2 separate regions of the Rattus norvegicus genome follow, and region 1 is linked to region 2. Evidence: chromatin contacts called from public Hi-C data. All regions are on one chromosome and are shown on one strand. The core of a region is the stretch at or near the end of the contact, and the rest is flanking DNA. Distances in the headings are between cores, read along the strand shown. Region 1 holds the start of Fzd1 (frizzled class receptor 1). Region 2 overlaps Cdk14 (cyclin-dependent kinase 14).

Evidence for each region. A called contact is a pair of places that touch in the nucleus more often than the background predicts.
Region 1: a Hi-C map of Schwann cells shows a contact between it and region 2, with 7 times the contacts expected there. The contact joins the promoter of Fzd1 here to the enhancer-like site in region 2. A contact is called at or near these places in 5 of 12 Hi-C or Micro-C datasets (the A7r5 cell line, Schwann cells, frontal cortex and 2 more) and 1 of 1 datasets of contacts at active chromatin or transcription factors (oligodendrocytes).

What each region holds. Positions count from the first base shown.
Region 1 is chr4:30,261,017-30,267,397 of GRCr8, reverse strand. Fzd1 (frizzled class receptor 1) reads right to left here and starts at 2,324. Exons shown (of 1, transcript NM_021266.3): 1 at 1-2,324. The coding sequence starts at 1,912.
Region 2 is chr4:30,101,434-30,108,031 of GRCr8, reverse strand. The region is part of intron 12 of Cdk14 (cyclin-dependent kinase 14); the gene reads right to left. Among named protein-coding and RNA genes, the nearest start is that of Speer4cl3, 54 kb to the right of the region's middle. Within about 2 kb of position 5,196, at least 7 of the 93 cell types and tissues checked have an H3K27ac peak or open chromatin away from gene starts, as enhancers often do. A contact at or near this core is called in the A7r5 cell line and Schwann cells, where this site is marked.

The DNA of each region.
Region 1 (6,381 bases), core at 1,075-3,574, 160 kb before region 2:
CCTGTTTGCTGTTGGTAAGCCTCGTGTAGAACTTCCTCCAGGAATTCAGTGTCTTGCCGGACCAGATCCAGAAGCCTGATGTGATGCCCACAATTAGCGTCATGAGATACTTGATCATGAAGACTGTAAAGTCGGGGCTCATGGGTGGGTGTGGTGGGACGCCTCCACCTCCTTGGAGGTGAGGGCAAGGGATGGCATAACTCTTGCAGCTCTGGGCCACCCAGCTGCGCTCCCACTGGTCCCGAAAGGCCTGCTCATAGAAGTAGCAGGCGATGACGATGGTGGCCGGCACGGTGTAGAGCACACTGAAGACTCCGATGCGCACCATGAGCTTTTCCAGTTTCTCTGTCTTGGTGCCGTCATGCTTCATGATGGTGCGGATGCGGAAGAGCGACACGAAACCAGCCAGCAGGAAAGAGGTGCCGATGAACAGATAGACGAAGAGCGGCGCCAGCACAAAGCCCCGCAGAGCATCCACGTTATTGAGCCCCACAAAACACACTCCACTCAGTACGTCGCCATCCACTTGGCCCAGCGCCAGGATGGTTATAGTTTTAATGGCTGGTACAGCCCAGGCGGCTAGGTGAAAATATTGTGAGTTGGCCTCGATGGCTTCGTGGCCCCACTTCATGCCGGCTGCCAGGAACCAGGTGAGGGACAGGATTACCCACCAGATGGAGCTGGCCATGCTGAAGAAGTAGAGCATCATAAAGAGGATGGTGCACCCCTCCTTCTTAGTGCCCTGCGCCACCGTGCGCGCCCCGTCCTCTGCAAACTTGTCGTTGCACACCACCCGGTCCTCCAACAGAAAGCCGGCGATATAGGCCACCGCCACCGCTGTGTAACAGCCGGACAGGAAAATAATGGGCCGCTCCGGGTAGCTGAAGCGCCGCATGTCTACTAGGTACGTGAGCACCGTGAAGAGCGTGGAGGCGCAGCACAGCACCGACCAGATGCCTATCCAGGTGCGCGAAAAGCGCAACTCCTCAGGCCCGAAGTACATGAGCCCGTATACTTTAGTGGGTTCGCAGGGCGCGCCGCAGTCCTTCTCCCCCAGAAAGTGATAGTTGAGGTAGGAAGGCACCCTGAGGGCGCGCGGGCAGGAGAACTTTCCCCGCTCCACGGGGCCGGCACCTCCCGGGTAGCCGCCGCGGTAACCACCGCCGCCGTGCTGCGGATTGCTGGTCCAGAACTCCGGCAGCAAGGAGGGAGTCGGGGTGCCTTTGTCGGAAGTGTTCTGGCCCACGCACAGCTCTCCTGCGCCGTGCACAGGGAACTTCTCGCACTTGAGCGTGTCTGGCCACTGGAAGCCGAACTTGTTCATGAGTGCCTCGCAGCCCTGGCGCGCGCGCTCGCACAGGGAGCGGCAGGGCGGCAGCGCCTGCTCCAGTACGGTGCACACAGGCGCGTACATGGAGCACAGGAAGAACTTGAGCTCGGCTGAGCACTGCACCTTCACCAACGGGTAGAACTGGTGCACCTCCAGGCCGGCGTCCTCCTGATTCGTGTGGCCCAGCAGGTTGGGCATGATGGTCTGATTGTACGCGATGTCCGTGCACAGCGGGATGGAGATGGGCTGACAGTAGCCGTGGTCCGGGATGGAGATGCCCCGTTCGCCGTTGTACTGCTGCCCGCCCTGCTGTGGCTGGGGCGGCGGCGGAGCTTGCTGGCCCGGCCCGGATACCTGGCCCGCCGCCTGCGCTCGGACCCCCAAAAGCAGAGGAGCCTCCAGCAGCCAAAGAAGCAGCAGTAGCCCTCTAGCCCAGCACCGGGAGTCAGCCCGGGGCCGGCGGTGGCCAGCCGTGTCCTGGTGCCCCACCTCCTCCCGCCGGCCGGGGAGTGCTACGGCACAAAGTTCCAAGCTCGGCCGGCCGGCGGCCCGGGACTCGCTAGGCACCGCCTCCTCAGCCATACTTTTTCGGCTCCCTCCTCGGCGCCGGTCGGCTAGGGCAGGCAGCGGCGTGGCGGGTGGCAGTTCCCACTGTGTTCGGGGAGATCTGGTTCTCGCCCGTGCCCTCCGTCGGGCTAAAGCCGCGCTCTGCCCGCTCCCCGGGATTCTGCTCCGCGTCCCGCAGCCGCCGCCGCCGCCGCGGAAACTTGCGGTTCATGAAGCGCGGGCGGCGAGGAGAGCAGGAGTGGTCTGGGCGCGCCGGGGTCGCGTCCCTCTTTCCCGGCCCGCGGCGGGCTGTGGCTCTTGCCCGGCAGCGCCTTGCTAGTGGCCGCAGCCCCGCAGAGGAGCGCGCAACTCTGGGCAGCCTAGCCGCCCCGGGTCCCCCCTGCGCCTCCGCCTCCTCCTCCGCCGCCGCCGCCAGACCATTTGTGTCAATCCCTCAACTCGCAGCCTCTCCTCTCCCTCGCGCGCCCTCCAACCGGTTTCTAGGCGCCCCGCAGTCTGTCTTTCACCGGGAGGGAGGAGCCTTGAAACCGACGCTGAGCTCTAGGCTCAGGGACCGTCGCCCAATCGCAGCACCCGCTTCACAGCGCAAAGGGAGCCCTTTCCCTCCGAGCCCGGACTGGAGCCCGCAGCAGACAGGAGGAGAAGGAAGTAGTGGTGGTGGTGGCAGAAGCTATGAGCAGGCACAAAGAGTAGCTAGCTCTGAAGCGGGACAGGCTTGGTCGCTTTTGCTTTTGCGGAAGAAAAGGCGAGGACAAGTAAGAGAATGGTCCCATATGCTGCAGGAGATAATGAAGCGGAGTCAGCCGGCCGGGAGATTTAACTCTGTCTTGCTTTTTATCTGTGTTAGTATTTTAAAATCCTACCCTCGACTCTGGCCACAGGCAGCTACTCTGAGCTCTGCTCTCCGAATGCATGCCCCTGACCTGAGAGTCGGGTTTCCTTTGAGTTTAAGTCTGTCGAAGTTTTGTTTAAACTGTGACTCCAATAAAACCTTGGCCTTGGAGGATTTTGGACGCGCCATTTCCCCGGTTCGCTATCAAATGAAAGCAAAACACAAAGTTTGGTGGGGTGTAAAATGTAAACCCAGACGCCCCTTCTTTGAGTAGTATGCTTCGTGTAGTCAAACTTTTCCCCTTCTCTTTAATGGAGTCAGAAACAGAAGTAAAGTAAATGTATCCATTAAATGCTAGAGGAAAATGGCTTGAGGTGCCCCAGGGTGATTCACAGGAGCTGTGCATCCAGACAGGAGGAGCTTCTGAACGCAGGGTCTGGTGGGAACTTGAGACCTGGGTCATTAAGTACCTCTTCCATGGAAGTCGTCAAAGCTGGAGGTATTAGTTTGAAAGACAAAACATACTACCAAAAGTGAGTCCAAAAGGCCAATTTCACTCCTTCAACTCAAAACAGAATAACCATTCTCAGCAGATACACATGCTTGTTTCTTGCAAGATTATTTCAAAGAACTTGTGAGAGTCGGATTTATCAATAAAGTGCTATTATGTTTTATTAATTCTATCAAGATTTTCCACTTTGATTAGACTTATCTCGGGAGACTGTTCCCCAATTATTTTCTATCTTCTTTTATCATTAAATGCTTACCCAACATCCATGATGCAGTGAGCACTGTCTCAGGAAACAGGGGACACAGAGGAAGCCCTGGCACATATTTAAAGGAGGGCATAGTACAGCGGGCACAGGAATGTAACCAGTGATGGCAATGTCCACCCATGTTCAAAAGGACACAAGGGAAACAAAAGGCCAACTAACACCGCAGATGAGGAGTGGGAGGGGTCATCGGAGAGATAGATGTGAAATGCAAAAGAAAGACGCAAAAAACAAACAAACAAAACGCTCAAGTTTCTGAGGGTCAGGCAAGATGAGTATGGGGAATGCTCTGGGCATGAAAGGAAAGAAAAGTCTCTTTAGCTGGTATTAAATAGCAGGAGCCAAACTGTTCAAACAATAGAGAGCTATTGCCGGTGGCTCTCCCCCAACAGAAGCAGGAAGTGGTTCCAAGGCAACTGAAAGAGGGAGCAGGGCTCAAGCTCTCATGGAGACACACCAACATTACTGTGCACTGTATAGATCACCACTCAAGATGAGGCTTGTCTACATCCCGGCAGGCCCTGTGAAACTTGTTGCCATGTTGGTGTCCGAGGGAGCCTGAAGCCATACCAATAACTAGTAAAGCAGAATGGCATCTGTTTGTCTCCTGGATACATTCTCTCTCTCTCTCTCTCTCTCTCTCTCTCTCTCTCTCTCTCTCTCTCTCTCTTTTAAATGTTCGTAGAAGCTGTGATGTTCATGGTAAAGTTTGTTTTGAGTCTTGGCATAAATGTTACTGTCCTCCTGCCTCAGCCTTCTGAATAGCTGGGACTGCAGTCACACATCACTATGTCTGGCTTGTTTTAAAATATTTCTGTGCATTATGAGTTCTTTCACGTCCTCAAACATTCATCGGTTTTCTATCCAGTATGTTTTCTTTTATAGCTCATAACGAGGAGAATCTGACTATAAATAGTTAGTAAGATCATTATGTTCAGTTACACAAAATTGTGCTGGAGCGAAGTAATCTGACAAGTGTCAACTGCCTGTTCATGCACGATGTTCCCTTTTATTTTAAATGCACCTGCAAACTCATGGGGCAAAACCACCGGATTTAAATGATAAACAAACAAACAAACAAAAAACCCCTTTTAGATTTTGCACTTCTCTTTAATTGCACGCACACGAAAACCTCATCCAGGTAGAAAACTGTATGGGTGTGTATCAATGTCTTTTCTGTTGCTGTGATAAAACGTAATGTCTCGGGAGACTCATAAAACAGTTTAATTTGTCTTACGGTTGCACACCATCAAAGTATCATTACATCAGCTGTGAGAAGGAGGATGCTCAGAGCTCCTGTCCTCGACCTGCAGCATGGGCCAGGAGTGGGAACTAGAGATGGCATGTGGATGTAAATGCTCAAGGCCACCTCCAGTGACATATTTCCTCCACCAGGGCACCAGGTCTTAAATCTTCCCAAATGATACAATCAACTTAGAAGGACTGATTTCTCCAACGGCAAACATATCATCTTGTTTTCTCTTACATGAATCAAGCCATGCTAAGGAACAGCTGTCAGTCAGCCTTTAAATGCCTCAACACGGCTGTTACAGGAGTGAATGCTTGCACAAGAAAAACATTCGTGAGTAAAGATTGATTTGTTTGACGATTCGTTTAATTTTAATTATGTGCTGTCAGTGTATTTTTACATGGCTTTGTGCACGTACATGCAGGTTCCGAAGAACCCCTTCGGTAGTCTTGGAGCAGGAAATTACAGGGTGTCATAAAGAACCCTGACCCTTGGTCCTAGAAATAAACTTGTCTTAAATGTTAAATAAATAAATAAATAAATAAATAAATAAATAAATAAATAAATAAATAGTTTCTGAAGGAAAAAATTTAAATTACTAGTTTTGTTTTTTGGGGTTTTGTTTTGTTTTTGTTTTTGAACAACAGGTAGTAAGTGTACAATAGGGCAACAGATGTTGTGGAGGTGTTGAATGTAACTTGTGACACATTTTAATAGTGGAAAGAAGGTGAGGTCCTCTCTGGGGTCTTTTGAATGCTTATATTAATTATTCGTTTTGCCTTCCTAATAGCATCCTACAGTCCATAGGCTCCCAGGGACAACTTCTAGCACCGTCCACTCTGATACTCAACTCCTCTCTGTTAGCAGCACCCTCCTCTTGGGCTCTTTCCTAAGCCACCCCTCTCTCTTCTTAGACTTCTCTTATAAGGACATATCTGCCTTGTGCTTCATTCTCTAAAGGTCCTTTAGCTGACCGTGCTAGGTGAAAAGGGAATTTATTCAAATATGTTAACACCCATGAAGCATCCCTGGGCATTTACCACCGATGTCAGAGCAGCCCCAGCTTCGCCTTCTCCTCAAAATGACAGAGTAAAAGACAGAGGAGTACAGAAGGCTTGGTTGTGCTTCAGAGTGAGGGACTGCTTTCTGTTTCAGAAGTTGTTCTTGTGAACTTTCTGGACTTTTACCTCCCACCTAGGGATGTGATGAGATTAGCTGAAAAGGAGGATAAGAATGGCAACCACAGCTTTTCTCCGCAGGGAAAACCAGAGGTTCTTATATCTGGAACCCAGGGCTGCTGTCAAGGCAAACATACCATCTAGGAACTAGGTTTTTTGTTTGTTTGTTTGGTTGGTTTTTTTGTTTTTTTGTTTGTTTGTTTGTTTTTTTTGCCAGGTTACAACTAAGACTACTAGGTTTAGATATGTCAAGGGATGTGCCTGCTTCAGGTGGATGGCTTGTTTGGCTTGGGTTTCGTCAGTTGCCGTAGTATTCCACATAGCTATTTCTTGGCATTATTTTTAAAGCCAGTTTTCTATAGATTCTTTCCCAAAATAGATCACACTGGAAAGAAAGACCATGTAAATTTTGAAAAGGAATGATTTTCTGACAGTTGTCTTTCAATATGAAG
Region 2 (6,598 bases), core at 3,947-6,446:
GCCCCCCCCCACTTCTCTCCCCCTCTGTCCTCTTTTTCTTTCTCCCCATCTCCTCTCTCCCCCCTCTCTCTCCCTCTCTTCCCATCTCCTCTCTCCCCATCTCTCCATGCCCCACAGCTGGTGTAGTTATTAGTTTAGCCACTAAAGGGTTTATCTGGACAAACATCACAAAGATGATGGCTGATTTAATTGAATTTATGATCAAATGTTCTTCACTTCAGGAAGAGTGGGAAATCACTTATGGGGAGATTTGAATAATTTAAGGGAAGTTCTCTGTTTGGCACGATGTTTGTATATCAAGTCTTGGGGGATTAAATGCAGCTGAGGACTAGCAAAGATTTCATGTACAGATACACAAAGATAGTCAGTAAGACAATGCAATGAGGAGGGGGCTGGGCATCAGTCTCTTTCTCTTCCCACTGTGCCCATTTTCACGTACATTCTGTTTGCAGAATGAGTAATATCACACACACACACACACACACACACACACACACACACACAGAGACAGAGAGATAGACAGAGACAGACAGAGACAGAGAGACAGACAGAGACAGAGGCACAGAGAGAGAGATGCACAAAGAGACAGACAGACAGACACACACACACACAGAGAAAGAGAGAGAGACAGAGATAGAGAGAGACAGAGAGAGAGGCACAAAGAGACAGACAGAGACAGGCAGGGAGACAGCAAGAGGGTGGGGGCAAAGAGAGACAGAGATTTTTCTTACATCCTCTATTGTCAGATGTTGAAAATTATATAGATGCTCTTAGGCAAAAACAAAAAAAGGACTAGAAAGTAATTTATGTATATAAGACATTTTATACATTGTTGTTGGTAAAGACTCAGAATCTACTAATAAAATCATTAGCCTGATAAATAAAAGAAACCAATTTCGGGATTAGTGCCTAAGGGTGTGGACTTGGCCCAGTGTCTGAAGAGAAAGCCTTGGCCAACAGTGGGGACAGAGACAGCAAAGCCGTGCTCCCAGGCATGACTCTCTGTGCTGCAAGAGATAAGTCAACTGCCCTCTGCATTCTCAACATCTGAAACAAAGACAATTACTTTCCGTTTTATGGACAGATCAAGTGTGGACACCCAGGACCTTGAAGTCACCCGTTCTTTTTGTGCATTCAGAACACCATAGGGGAAAAATCTACTAGACATTTGAACCTGGTAGCAGTGATTTGTCTGTGAGTTTCTTTCAGTCTAATTGGGAAAACTGTCTGGAAGATGTGCTTCAGGATTTAGGATAAATCACAGTTTTTCATTAATTATGTACAATGCTATTTGTTAACATATCACTCTTAGGAAGGAACTGATGGGGGAGACTGGAATCCTGCTTCTGCACAAGGATTTATAAGGAAAACAAAATGGTGCTCAAGCAGCACACTGTGCTCCCCTGGGAAGGCTAAGGGCGTTTGAGCTGCCTGGGGACCTGTAGGGAAGCAGCAACCATGTTCCAGAAAAAAAAATGTTTACTGGGAAAGGCAAGGAGCACCGAGAAGCACAATGGGAAGTGACCAGGATATGTGGGGCTAGGGGTGTTAAGGCACTGGGTACTTTGCAGTCCAGTCTTTAACAGCAGAGCTCAGAGAGATTCGTGAGCTTCCTTCTGAAGGTCACGAGGTTCCCAGAGGATCTAAGGCCAGAGCTGGGCTGGAGGCCATCAATGATGATCTTGGCTCCAGGCAGTTTCTTGTCATTCATGCCCCAAAAAACGTGCATCCTTCTGTCTTCTCTGCTCACTCTTGGTTCCTATTAATGACAGTTGTTGACTACATCTTCTCAGGCGTGTGGAACCACCAGGCACACATGGCGGACACCCACATCAACATGGACAGCTTCCGTAACTGAACTCTCATTGTAAGTGGGAGACGAGCCCTGAGAAACTCCATTGGAGAGGCCCCCTAATGAGGAGGTCATCTCGTTTTACCACAGCCTATTAGGGTGGTGTAGGGGCCAGTGATGGCAAAGGATAGCACTGCTGTTTAAAATCATCTGTCTCCAGATTTTTCATCATTTTGAGGCAGAAAATTCACTAAATTCATAAACATTTCCTCATCAACAAAAGAAGTATGCAAAGTGGTAAGGAAAGGGATCAAATTATGGAGCTTTTAAATAATGCAGTTTAAAAACATCTGCGTTTCTGCTTATGCATGACATTAAAAAGTGGTAATTTTCAGCACTCTGGAGCTTGAATATGAATACATGTGTTCAGGTGGTGGAGCGAGAGGGCCTGTACTCGATTTAGGAAGTTCATTTGGAAAATAGAGCCGTCTCCTATGGCCTCTCCTATGTGGCGAGCAGGAAGCTGGCTTCTGCCATGTTTTCTGAGCAGAGCGAGGGGAGATCAAGGGGATCAGAACAACAGCAGAGAGGTGAATCCTTCAGGGAGTTCAAAAAGGGTAGAGAACTGTGCGTCTAACCCCTACCAGTTCCCAACAGAAGAGAGAGAGAGGCAGAGAACACAGGAAGGAGAAAGGAAGAGACACTGGCAATAGGCGAGCCTCTTAGGAGGGAACAGCATGGTGTCTGCAGCAGGAAGAGGTGGGGGAGGGACGTCTTCTTGATTCTCTTTGATACTCTTCCCCTGCAGATTTACTGCACTCTAGAGCTACTGCCTTCTCAGAGTGTTTATAAGTATATACATTATATATGTATACATATATGCTTGATATATGTATATATTATATACTTGATATATACTTATATGTGTATGTATACAGTGCATACATAATATATATGTGGTACACACACACGCACACACACATGCACACACTCGTGCGAGTGCACGCACACCACGCATATATACACCAAGGAAGATCTCCAGATATCTAGGTGTAAAATGCAATGTCTTTCAGACATCATTGGATAAGCCTGGTCCAAGTTTGATGAGTGAATACTTCACATAGAGATTCACGACTTTGTTGGTGAGTGCGGTAGCCACGAACTACATGTGACTCTTTACATATCGATCAAGTCAATTCAAATTAAGTTGAAGTTGAGCTCTCAAGGAAGCATACAGTCTAATGGTTCCAACCGTGGGTACTGCTGATGTCTGTATTAGACGTGTCAAGTCAAACTTGCAGTTATTACCAGGCTTCCTGAGCATAATCTCATTTAAAACTCTGTGCTAAGAACAGACAGCGATCCCTTCCTCATGCATAATTTTGAACGTATCTGCTCTGAAGCAGGCAAAGTGGATTATGTCTGAGCTAGCTAGGGCTGGGCTTGCCCTGTCTCACCCATGGCTCATGACAGCATAGGGAATCCTTTACCGCCATGGAAACAGGATGGCTTCCTAGGATACCCTGTTACTTACTAATTGCCTCAAGACTGTCAGGATGCTACTTTCCACTGTGGGTAGACTTTACCACTGACCAAGGCTATGGCCCTTACAGCAGAGAGAGAAAGCTGGTCTATATGTGATTTTTGCCTTCTGTAATTCAGTGCAGAGGAATGTGCTAGAGACACTCAGATCTCTGCCTCCCAGAAGTGTGAGATAACATTTTTAGACAACATGCTTGGTCCATTGGTACAGTGGTCAGAGAATACAGTGCCCACTGCATGTTGGCAGAAGCAGAACCGCCCTGTTGGAATCTGTTCAGGACACAGTTCAAAAGAGGCCTCTCCTGGCAGCCTACCTGCCCCTGGGAGCTCTGGGCTGCTTCAGAAACTGCTGCTGCGTTTTCCTCCTTAATGAGCTGCCCAGCAGAAGGATGGCATTAACCACACCAGAAGCCTGTGTACTTTTGGATGAAGAGGCCAAAACGTAATCCAAAGGATGAAAAACAATGACTGTTGCCAACTCCCAAGCCTGGCGCGCACTGCCAATTAGCAAGAGAGAAGGTGGCTATTTCCTGTCCATCAGAAGAACAAAACCTGTCACCTGACATACAGCCAACAGCATGGGGCCTGCCCTCAGCCACCACCAGGAACTGTTAATGACAATGGATTTTTGCTACCCTAAGTAAAGGGACAAGAAATCTGGCTATGACACAGAATAAAATAATGGTATGAGTCCCTCAGGGCAGTGAGAGCTGTGGAGTAGGTAAGGAGTCTGACTTGCAGGAAGTGAGTGGGCGACTGGCAGAGCTGTCCCTGGAACTTAGTTGTAAATGCAACATTCCTCTCACAACAGGACACTCCCCAATAACGCTACGAAGAAGGCATGGGCTGGAGGGCTGTGTTCAGAAACCCAAAGACATATTCTTTTTCTATGGAGGATTGAAATCAGGTTTCCGCTCACTCCTGCGCTTCCTGCTGAATGAGAGCCCAGACACAGGATGTCAGCGTTGGAAGATTCTGCCAAGAACAAATGGAACCTGGTTATTTCTAAGTATGTGACAATTCGACTCCTTTCACAAGACTCACAGGGATACTTCCCAAGCTGTAAATTTTCAATTGCATTGATCAGTCACCTCTCACCCTGTCTTCACATTGCTATTTCCGATTGATCAGTAATCGGAAAACCCTTCAGCTATTCCTTCGTCACGGAACGTGCCCCAGCTGTGCTTTCATACTCCCTAATTCCACCTGGTTCTGGAAGTTCTAGGCCACCTTTCGGGACCCACACAACACCTCTTATTTTTGACCCTCTCGCCTTTCTTCTCAGGACTCCCTGCCCGCAAACTCCTAGGTGCCAAGGGGTTTACTGTATCTGCCTAACGCACACCCGTACAATGCTTTAAGGAACCAAACTAACGATTCATTATTATGAAAACAAATGTCCCCAGGAACTGTTCTAGCTAGTGTTTGAGCAAGAAGGGGAGCTCTTGGGCCTTGAAACTATACCATTTATGTATGTCCAAGACCAAACGTGAGAGCTGTTTGCTCACACGTTGAAAGTGACATTTTCAAGGGAGCGGAGTGTGGTGAGGAACCACACTCCACATGTCCTTCTATTGCTGCATTCAAATATGCAGAAATGGGCACAGTCATCCTCAAATTATGAGAGGATGTGATTCCAAAATGTGGGCTTTAGACCTGATCATCCCACACCCTCCGAAAGCCAATCAATGATGCAGAGAATAATTTTCTTGAAAAATATTATGAAGGGAACTCTCCAGGCACCAAATAAATTAAAATCGCTACTTTGAAGTAAATAGAATTATGACAAAAGTCATCAACAGTGAACAAAATGCACAAGTGGAGGACTTTGAGAGCTAGCTGACTCAACTGCTCCCCCTAGTGTATAGACTGTGTTCTTACCTTTTTCACACTGCTATGCTGGCCAAGAAATGTCAAACTCTAACCTACTTAGTTCACAGCATATTGCTTTGTTAGGTAATTCTAAATCAACTTCGAACGTGGCAGAGTGGGGAAGATGATCTTTATGCTTCGTGAGAAGGTGCAGGTTTAAATCTTAATGATCCATGTCAGATACCCTAATGGCAAGAAAAACAGTAGAGTGCCTCTAACATAAATATACAAAGGGAAAGACCGTTCCTCCAAACATTACTTCCTACATCATGCTTTAATGCACTTATAGTACAACTGTTTAGCAGGTCATCTTTAAAATGCGTTCTGGAGGTTAAACGTCAAATTGGATAAAATATTCAAGGAAAGCTCAAAACCACAAAATTTGGCTATTTCTAAAATTTCCAAATCAGGGCTTATGGCTCCGTTAGGATGTAGAAACACAGCAGGGAAATGTTTCCTTTTCTATTTTTTCATGCTCGAAGGTAGCCTCACCATGGCCTTGGTATTCACTGTGCATTTACAAATACCAACTATACACATTCTTAGGGAAAAATCCGGTTTGCTTAATGAGCACACGGATCGCTTGCAGGACCAGCACTTTAGGAGAAGGGCTGGGAGAGCCTGGCCTGACCCCATTCAATGTGCGTGGGCCTTGTTTGCCCAGCCATGAGCTGTATTTTCCAGATGTGTCTTCTTTGACTTAGTGGTTTATCCTTAGTTCTCATTTCAAAACTTTCAAAGCTCCCAACGTGCTCAGCTGTTAAGAAGTTCCAAAGCAAGCAAAAGCAAGCAAATATGTTCTTGGAATCTCACCCTTCGCTTTGCTGGAGAATGTATACTAAGGATTCTTCTCCAGCCAGAATCATAAAAGATCTTTTAAGTGGCTCAAATTCTTGGTGGATTGCACATACATGCTAATGTCAGACAACTAAAAATAGGGAGATTTACAAGAGAAATAGCACGAGTCTTCATACTCCAGCGAAATAAAATGGCCTATTTAGAGGCAGTTAAAACACAGGACATATGTTTATGAAATTCAGATTTATCTCCATTTAGCCCCTGATCCCCTTTATGCGGGAAAAGCTTCCTGGATCATGCATTGTTAGTGTGAGGGAACAAGGGGGCTTACTTTAATGGTGATCATTATTCTTAAACCAATATTATTTTTCTTTATATCAGGCTTTTCAGTTTGGATATTTATTCCATCTCTTTCTATCTTCTTCTATCACTACTCTGTTATTATAGAATATATATATGTATATATATATATATATATATATATATATATATCAGAAGGTAAAATCATGCTCGTGGTTACTGATATAATTAAGATCAGCTGAGTTTTCCTGCTGGCATGAGCTAGAGCAGATGCAGTTCCCAAGTAGACTGGAT